Regions from separate parts of the Sus scrofa genome. Here region 1 is linked to region 2. The links are chromatin contacts, called in public HiChIP or PLAC-seq maps. All regions are on one chromosome and are shown on one strand. Each heading gives the region's core, a stretch centred on a gene start, on an enhancer-like site or on the middle of the called end of the contact. The rest is flanking DNA. Distances are from core to core; before and after follow the strand shown. Region 1 overlaps RABEP1 (rab GTPase-binding effector protein 1). Region 2 overlaps RABEP1 (rab GTPase-binding effector protein 1).

The links. HiChIP or PLAC-seq counts read pairs in DNA pulled down with a chosen protein or histone mark.
Region 1: an H3K27ac HiChIP or PLAC-seq map of alveolar macrophages shows a contact between it and region 2. The contact joins two enhancer-like sites. A contact is called at or near these places in 2 of 47 Hi-C or Micro-C datasets (embryonic fibroblasts and spleen) and 2 of 2 datasets of contacts at active chromatin or transcription factors (alveolar macrophages and skeletal muscle).

Annotation. Positions count from the first base shown.
Region 1 is chr12:51,765,694-51,770,725 of Sscrofa11.1, reverse strand. All of the region lies in intron 2 of RABEP1 (rab GTPase-binding effector protein 1), which reads left to right. Among named protein-coding and RNA genes, the nearest start is that of SCIMP, 4.4 kb to the left of the region's middle. Within about 2 kb of position 3,540, at least 21 of the 83 cell types and tissues checked have an H3K27ac peak or open chromatin away from gene starts, as enhancers often do. A contact at or near this core is called in alveolar macrophages, where this site is marked.
Region 2 is chr12:51,636,599-51,640,986 of Sscrofa11.1, reverse strand. It overlaps RABEP1 (rab GTPase-binding effector protein 1), which reads left to right. Exons shown (of 20, transcript XM_021067732.1): 9 at 38-216; 10 at 4,143-4,274. Among named protein-coding and RNA genes, the nearest start is that of NUP88, 76 kb to the right of the region's middle. Within about 2 kb of position 2,771, at least 2 of the 83 cell types and tissues checked have an H3K27ac peak or open chromatin away from gene starts, as enhancers often do. A contact at or near this core is called in alveolar macrophages, where this site is marked.

The sequences.
Region 1 (5,032 bases), core at 2,291-4,790, 130 kb before region 2:
CTTGTCTGTATCCTCCCCTTTCTGTGAAAGCTTGACCGTAAGTCCAAGAGAACTAAGAAGAAGGCGAGCCAAACACCTTTTTCTGCACGTGCATCCTTCAGTGACAGCTTATCATACCTGCTCTCAGATGAATCTTGGCGTCTGATTTGTTTCCTTACAGCGCTTGACTCTGATCATACCTGCTCGCCCATCCGAGTTTATGGCTTCTCTGGCCACAGCTAGAAACTGAATTTATTTGCTAGCAAAACGGAAAAATAATCCTAAAATCTTAACGTGGCAAAGTTGTGGTGAAACAGATCCTCCCATGGAGCCAGTGGTCGCATATGTGGATTACAAAATCCTTTGGGAAAGAAAAGAGTGATACTTTAAAAAAGTGATCACACTGTTTGATTCCATAGCATCATTTTTTAGAAATCCAGCCGAAGAAATAATCTGAAAGAAGTAAACTCCTAAGGCGAGATAAACAGGGGGCTGTCCAGCAGTCAAACAGCAAGGCACTTGGGGAAGAAAATTGCATAAGGGCCACCGGATGGGATGGGATGCTGCAATCAAGGGATCATAAGGAAGAAAACAATATGAATTGTTGGGAAACCACATAAAATGAAGAAAGCAGAATACTGACTTGTGTCGATGCGGCAGCCATGTCCGGTGATATTACTTGAGGGTGTGACCAGACGTCTGCAGGAAAGCATGGAAAAGGGATCCTGATTGTTTAGTGGCGGGGGGGTTAGGACCCTTCTTCCTTTCCCTCCTGCCTGGCCTTGCTGTGCGACATAAAGCGAACATGCTTTCTTCTCTTTAAAAAAAAATTTTTTTTTCTCTTCAGGGCCGCACCTGCAGCATATGGAAGTTCCCAGGCTAGGGGTCGAATCTGAGTTATAGCTGCTGGCCTATGCCACAGCTACAATAACGCAGGATCCCAGCCGAGTCTGCGACCTACACCGCAGCTCATGCCGGATCCTTAACCCACTGAGCAAGGCCAGGGATTGAACCCGCATCCTCATGGATACTAGTTGGATTCCTTTATGCTGCGCCACAACGGGAACCGCAAACAACATTCTCAAAACCGCGGGATCGCATTTTACAAGAGTTTCTGCTCCCTGTTCTCAAACAGGCCACTTTTCTAGTGTCCCCGAGAGGTTCGGGGTGGGGTGTTAGCACAGCTTCCAAGGCCTCGGATCATTCCAGCTTCCTAGCAAGTTTAACTCAGGATTTCTAGAACCCACTCGTCCTTCCTTGGGTCCAACCAAATTGCCTCTTGCTCTTTCGTACTTTTTTGTATGTGTTTGGCTCTAAGAATGTGGAGGGAAACTTGAACCTGTCCCTCAGGGGCTCCTGGCAGGTATGCTGGTGTCCCGTTAAGTGGGTGGAGGGGACCAGGGGTGGTGACGTGCCGATGACAGCGATGGCGTCTGTGTTTCTATGTCTAGGAGGTACTTACACCAAAATAAAACATAGGCGACTTTCCAAAACACCTCTATCTGGGAAAAAAGGCTGGGAGGCAAGACAGCAAACTCTTTTTTTTTTTTCGTTTTTTTCTTTTTACTTTTTAGCGACTCGCAGCTTCCCAGGCTAGGGGTCGAATCAGAGCTGCGGCTGCTGGCCTACACCACAGCCACAGCCACACAGGATCTGGGCTGTGTCTGCAGCCTGCACCACAGCCACAGCCACACAGGATCTGGGCTGGTCTGCAGCCTGCACCACAGCTCATGGCAATACCAGATCCTTAACCCACTGAGCGAGGCCAGGGACGGAACCCACAACTTCATGGTTCCTAGTCGGATTCGTTTCCGCTGCACCACAACGGGAACTCCGAGACAGCCAGCTCTTCGCCAAGAGTGCTGTGAGGTGGTGGGATTTGGGGTCATTGTGTCCCCTATTAGCTCTGCCGTTTCCCAATTTTCTGAAAGTAAAACAAGATGCTAAAACAATAAAAGATATGCTCCCAGGCCTTGTCTTCTCTGGGCTCAACAATCCCCTTTGGATGCTTCCTCAGAGGGCCACACATGCAAAGGGACCGGGAAAGGGAGTGACTTTAGGGACAGGCGCTTTTTGAGAAGGTGGAAGTGAAAAGGACAAAGCTCAACTCAGGTCTCCTGCACAGCGATTGTTTCCAGGGAATGAGGGCAGACGGCCCCACTGAGATCGGACCTCAGCCTAACACTCCCTGACCCCGAGGCCTCTGGAAGGCAGGAGGCCTTGCAAACACATCCTTGAGGAGTTCCCATCATGGCCCAGTGGTTAACGAATCCGACTAAGAACCATGAGATTGCGGGTTCGATTCCTGGCCTTGCTCAGTGGGTTAAGGATCCGGCGTTGCCGTGAGCTGTGGTGTAGGTCGCAGATGCATCTCAGATCTGGTGTTGCTGTGGCTCTGGCGTAGGCTGGCGGCTACAGCTCCGATCGGACCCCTAGCCTGGGAACCTCCATGTGCCTAAAAGGACAAAAAGACCCAATAAATAAATAAATAAATCCCTGAATACCAGAGACACAGGGGCAGACACCTAGCCGGTGGCGTTCCAGCCTTTTCATCCAAAGGCTTCAAAATGTAGCCCCAAGTTCACCCCAGCTTCAGCACAGGCCAGTTAGGGTCCTCACGCAGGTCAGTCCCCCAGACTCGCCATCGTGATCCAGAGAATGATAACAAGCCGCTCGCAGTACACACATCTCACTCCCAGTCACTCCGTCATGTCAGCCTGAGCAGTGGCCTCCTCACGGGCCCCACCGTACGCGCAAGGGGATGGAGGCCCGAGGAGACGTGGTGATCCCGAGCTCGCCAGCCCCACTGCCAGCAGGGCCGGCTCTTCAAGGCCCCTGTTTCTCCGACCCCACCCAGTGGTGGTGCCAAGGCCCCAGGCTCCAGTCCCCAGGGCCAGGCCCAGGACACATGCCCAGGTGCTTCCCCGAGCTGCAGGGGTGTCCAGATGTGAGCAGCTGACGAGTCAGCAGTGTCCCGGGTGCTGTGGCCTGGGCGCAGCTGGGGAGAGGCGGCTCCTCGCCCACAGGCCTCCACGCCTGGTGACCCCACTTCCCCTTTCTGCTCAGCCGGCCAGGGAGAGGCCATCACCCAGCAACCAGGCCCTCTTCCAAGAAAGCTGACACCTGGGGCCTTCCAGGAGCCAGAATCTTCTCACTGTCCCTGTGCTCCTGCAAGGCCCACCTCAGACCCTCCTGGGTGGAGGGATCAGGCCGCAGGTGGGGACTTGGCAGTGCGTGGGGGTTGGGTGGGGGAGGGTCCCCAGAGACGGGCCTGCCCGGAGCACCCTGGAGCTCCAGAAGCCTGACTCCCACCCAGACTCGGAGACAGACCTGGGTGAGAAATACTGCCCCACAAAGAGAGTGGTTCTCACAAACCCTGGGGGAGCCCTGGCACCGCCGACCCAGCCTTTTCTGGGGGGTGGGGGGAGCCTCCTGTTGCTGAGGGTGAGTGACAGGCTACCTCTGGACTTGGGTCCAGATGACCGCTGGACTGAGCCGTCTCCCCACAACACCGGCGCCTCTGAAATGGGGCCCAGGGGTGGGGAAACCAACCAACCATTTTGTGGAATTGACTGTTCTGACTCAAACGAGCGGTCTTGTCAGTAAAAATAGCCAAGCTGGTGTGCACTGTGTCTGCCTGGAGCGAACAAGTTGTGACTGTTCTCAGCGATCATGATGATACCCTGGCCTGTCTGGTACACATTTAACAACCAGCTCTTGGGGGACCAAAGGGTTTCTGGTGTGTAGTGTTTGCTGATTTCCATGACCTAAACATTCCCAGCCCGGCTGATTTCAAGCTACCCACAGGACGTCGCTGGACTTGGCATCGGAGGGGTGGGGGATGCACACAACTGGCAGCTTACCAGGAATTGCTAAGTCCTGTCGGTGAGCACCAGCTGGGAACCAGGCCCGACCGGAGCTCTTGTCTCACCTCGTCTTCACTTACCTGGGAGATTATCGTCTCCATCTGACAGGTGGGAGCAACGAGGCTCTGGGAGGTTCCATCATGCATAGTCCAGGAAGAACCTTCAAGCCAGGTCTATCCATTTGCAAAGTCGAGGTTGTTGTTTTTTTTTTTTTTTTTTTTCTTTTTTTTTTCCGGCCACACTTGTGGCATATGGAAGTTCCCAGGGCAGGGATCACATTCAAGCCACAGCTGCGGCAGTGCTGGAACCTCAACCCACTGTGCTGGGCTGGGGATTGAACCCAAGCCACCTCAGAGACCAAGCTGGATTCTTACTCTGCTGCACTACAGCAGGAATTCCCTAAGTTCTTTCTTATTAGGGTTGATCCATAGCTTATCTGCTCAAAAACTTCCCTAAAAGCAAGAAAGGTTTTTTTGGCCACGTCTGCAGCATGTGAAATTTCCTGGGTCAGGGATCAAACCCATGCCACAGCAGCAACCTGAGCTGCTGCAGCGACAGTGCCAGATCTTGACCCACTAGGGAATTCTTTATCTTTTGAGAAGTGAATAAATCCTTCTGTAGGTAAAACTCATCTTCTGCTACCAAAGCAGTGACTCCTTGGTTTGTGTTTCATGGATTCGTCCAATAAATGATTTTGCTAAGCCTCTGGGATGGCCGGGTTCAGCTGTGATGCAGTGAACTTGATAAACCTGCCGCTTCCCACTATGCACTTGCTACAGCAAGTCCAAGTTGGAGTGTCAAGAGATCCAAATGCTGGGCTCAGTCTGCCAACAACTTCCTACATGGCCCCTCCCCTCCCTGAGCCTCAGTTTCTTCATTCATAAAATGAAAGAATTTGGGGAGTTCCTGCTGTGGCTTAGCAGTTGATGAGCCCGACTAGCATCCATGAGGACGCAGGTTCAATCCCTGGCCTCATTCAGTGGGTTAAGGATCTGGCGTCGTTGTAAGCTGTGCTGTAGGTCCCAGACTCGGCTCAGATCCCACGTTGCTGTGGCTGTGGCTGTGGCATAGGCCAGTGGCTACAGCTCCAATTGGACCCCTAGCCTGGGAGCCTCTGTACCCCATGGGTGCAGCCCTAAAAAGACAAAAAGACAAAAAAAAAAAAAAAAAAAGAGAGAGAGAGAGAG
Region 2 (4,388 bases), core at 1,522-4,021:
AAAATTCAGTGTTTTTGACTGGGGGACTCCTAAACAGTTTGCCATCTCTTGGAGCAAGAGCGACAACAACACAACCAGTTGAAACACACGTGGCAGAAGGCCAATGACCAGTTCCTGGAATCTCAGCGTTTGCTGATGAGGGACATGCAGCGAATGGAAATTGTGCTCACTTCAGAACAGCTCCGACAAGTTGAAGAACTGAAGAAAAAAGATCAGGTGACTGGCAGTCCTGTAGGATTATTTGCTTTGTTAAAACCCACCCCCTCCATGATTGCATTGCTTTATGTATATTACAGATTGACTTCAGTCTGAAACAAAGTGATATACTTCATTTCAAAAAACAATAACTGCATTTGAGGGATTTTGTTTTTGAATTTTAGAAATGGCCTTGTCTGGGGGTGGGGGTGGGGGACTGATTTAGAAACGATCCCGTTTGGTCTGCAGGGTGTAACAGTGCATATTCCCGAGAAAATCTTTCTCTGCAGTTCTGTCCAGTTCTCCTAGGGCTCCTGAATTGTGTTTATCCAGGCTTCATCTTTCATGACTTTGCTCTAAAAGCCTCATTAGAAGGTGATGAGTGGGGGATTTTCTGTTGTGGCGCAGCGGAAATGATTCTGACTAGGAACCTTGAGGTTGCGGATTCGATCCCTAGCCTCGCACCATGGGTTAAGGATCCAGTGTTGCTGTGAGCTGGGGTGTAGGTTGCAGACACGGCTTGGATCTGCTGTGGCTGTGGCTGTGGCGTAGGCTGGCAGCTACAGCTCCAATTGGACCCCTAGCCTGGGAACCTCCATATGCTGCAGGTGCGGCCCTAAAAAGCAAAAAAAAAAAAAAAAAAAAGGTGATGGGTGGGGGTGAAGAGGCTGAGTGATAAGAAAAGGCAGATGTCTAGGGTGCCCTGTATCTAGGATCCTGTTTTCTCCTTATCTATAAAAAACTATTCACTACACGAGTAACATGTAAGTACATTCTCATGTTTATGATATTCTGTTTTGAATACAAAGTGAAAGGTATTCCCTGATGGCTAGGTGGGTTAAGGGTCTGGCATTGTCACTGCCATGGCTCCAGTTGCTGCTGTGGTGCATGTTTGATCCTTGGCCCAGGAACTTCCACATGTTGTGGGCATGGCCACGAAGTAACAAAAACCCAAAGTAAAAGAAATGAAGTGATAATGTGAAAAATCTCCCTTGACATCATCTCATATATCTCCCTTCACAGAAGTAACCAGTTTTTTTTTTCTTACGGCTGAACCCACAGCATATGGAAGTTCCCAGGCCAGGGACCAAATCCAAGCTGCAGCTGCCACCTGTGCCACAGCTGTGGCAACACTGTTTAACCCACTGTGCTGGGGTGGGGATTGAACCTGCACCTCCACAGTGACCTGAGCTGCTGCAGTTACATTCTTTTTTCTTTCTTTCTTTCTTTTTTTTTTCTTCCCTGTCTGTTTAGGGCCATTCCTGCCACATATGGAAGTTCCCAAGCTAGGGGTTGAATCAGAGCTATAGCTGCTGGCCTATGCCACAGCAGCCCTGGATCTGAGCTGCATCTGTGACCTACACCATGGCTCGAGGCAACACTGGATCCTTAACCCACTGATCCAGGCCAGGGATTGAACCCGTATCCTCATGGATACTAATCGGGTTCTTAACCCAGTGAACCACAACTGGAACTCCTGCAGTTGGACTCAACCCACTGCACCCCAGCAGGAACTCTTCAGAAGTAACCTCTTATTGTAATCAGAAATAATTAGTTCAGAAGGTGGTCTTCCAGACCATTTCTGTGTGTTTTTAAGTGTATATTTGGTGGGGGGTTTTTTGTTTGTTTGTTTGTTTCAAACAACTGGTATCAGAGTATAAGTATTTATTCTATAACTTATTTTTCTCATAAGCATCATCTTGGCTCTGTTTTCACATCAGAGATCTGTCTCATTCTTGTTAACTGGTAGCATGAATGTACGATAATTAATTCTTCTCCTTCTAGTGGGCATCCAGATGGTTTCTTTCTTTTTGTCATTTCTAACAGTGTTGCAGTTAACATCCTATACTATGTTATGTGTGCAAATATTTCCTTAGAATAGCTATGCAGGTATTACAAGAAGTATTTTAGATTACCTTGTATAACTTACATTCGATTTTGTTTTTCAGGAGTTCCCATTGTGGCGCAGTGGAAACGAACCTGACTAGTATCCATGAGGTTGCAGGTTCGATCCCTGGCCTTGCTCAGTGGGTTAAGGATCCAGTGTTGCCGTGAGCTGTGGTGTAGGTCGCAGACACAGCTCGGATCCCCTGTTGCTGTGGCTGTCGTGTAGGCTGGCACCTGCAGCTGTGATTTGACCCCTAGCCTGGGAACTTCCATTTGCTGCACCTGTGGCCCTAAAAAGACCAAAAAAAAAGAAAGAATGGATAAGTAATGAGGGCCTTTGTTTTTCAGAAGTTTCTTCCTTTTCAAATTTCCTTTCTGTCTCTTAGTTTTGCCTCATTCATCTTGTACAGACACAGTCAGGCTGATTCTAAAGTAAGATAGAACCATCCTCTTCCTGCTGCCCATTTAAAACAGTTTAAACTGCAAAACTGGTCATTTAAGGCCTGTGTGCCAGCATTGTGCTAAGGCTTTATATGTAAAGCTTTATCTCATGTGTTTCTCAAAAAAGAGAACCACACGAGAAGACTTTCCAAATGAGCTGGGCGTATCTGAGGGTTGACCAGTCTCTGATTGCAGATGCTGACACTGAACCACCACCTCCTGCTCCATGTTCCTCACTGCTCATGTGCCTGCCCTCTTTTTAGTCACATGAGATGATTCAGTATTTCCTGATATGCCTGCTCTTCTGGGCCCCTGTCCCTTGGTACGTGCTTCCTTTCTCCCTCCGGGACCATTGCTTGTCTCCTCTCATGCAGTTGGCAGATTCATCTTATTGATTCTTAGAGATCCAGCCGAAGTGTTATCTTCTTTGGGAGCCTCCTTTCTAGCTCCCTCAGATGAAATCTTCTTCCTCCTGTAGAACCTTGTTTATGCTTGTGTAGTAGTGTGATTGTGTTTTTGTCTCTTCCCCTGGACTGATTTGGGGGCATGAGCATGGAAGGTATCTTTCACTGTTGTTGAGTGAATTATTTTTGTTTGTTTGTTTGTTTATTGTCTTTTTAGGGCCTCACCTGTGGCATATGGAGGCTAGGGGTTGAATCGGAGCTGTAGCTGCCAGCCTCCACCACAGCCACAGCAACTCAGGATCAGAAACGCGTGTGTGACCTACACTACTGCTCACGGCAATACCAGATCCTAAACCCACTCAGCAAGGTCAGGGATTGAACACGCATCCTTATGCATACTAGTCAGATTCGTTTCTGCTGAGCCACGATGGGAACTCCTGTTGAGTGAATTATTACATCAGCTTCAATCATTCCTTTGTATTTCATATCTGTACATGTTTCAAATGGATGTGTAATGCCCTAACTTTTTCCTGGTTTTTTTTTTTTTTTTTTTTTTTTTTGTCTTTTGTTGTTGTTGTTATTGTTGTTGTTGTTGTTGCTATCTCCTGGGCCGCTCCCGCGGCATATGGAGGTTCCCAGGCCAGGGGTTGAATCGGAGCTGTAGCCACCGGCCTACGCCAGAGCCACAGCAACACGGGATCCGAGCCGCGTCTGCAACCTACACCACAGCTCATGGCAACACCGCCGGATCGTCAACCCACTGAGCAAGGGCAGGGACTGAACCCGCAACCTCATGGTTCCTAGTCGGATTCGTTAACCACTGCACCACGACGGGAACTCCTTTCCTGTTTGTTTTTGACAATAACCTGAAGGAACATTCTATGTAAATTTTCTTTCTCGGATCACTTGAAGAAGGAAAGGTGATTTAAAGGGGAGATGATTTGCTTTCTTGTTTTGCCTTCACATGATAATACTTTTATTGGAAACTTTTTCTGATTTTTTTCTACACCAGGATTCATACTTTTTTCTATAGTATTAAAACATTTTATTATAATTAGTTGTCTTTAGATGTGATTATGAAACAAATAATCATGTGTCCACTTTTTGCTTATCATAAAGCTCTGTTCTTTTTATTTTGAGTGGTTAAAGAATTATGTGAATTATTAAATATGGATTACCTGGATAATATATATTTTTTTTATTCCTAACTTTTAGGAGGAAGATGAGCAACAAAGACTTAATAAGAGGAAAGATCACAACAAAACAGATGTTGAGGAAGAAGTAAAAATACCAGTAGTGTGTGCTTTAACTCATGAAGAATCTTCAGCGCAATTATCAAATGAGGAGGTATAATGAATCTATAAAATTAAAATCATTGTATACACAGTGTTACCATTTTTTAGCTTCTCATATATCAGTCAGTTACGTTGTTCATATGGAAGGTGCATAATAGCTGCTACC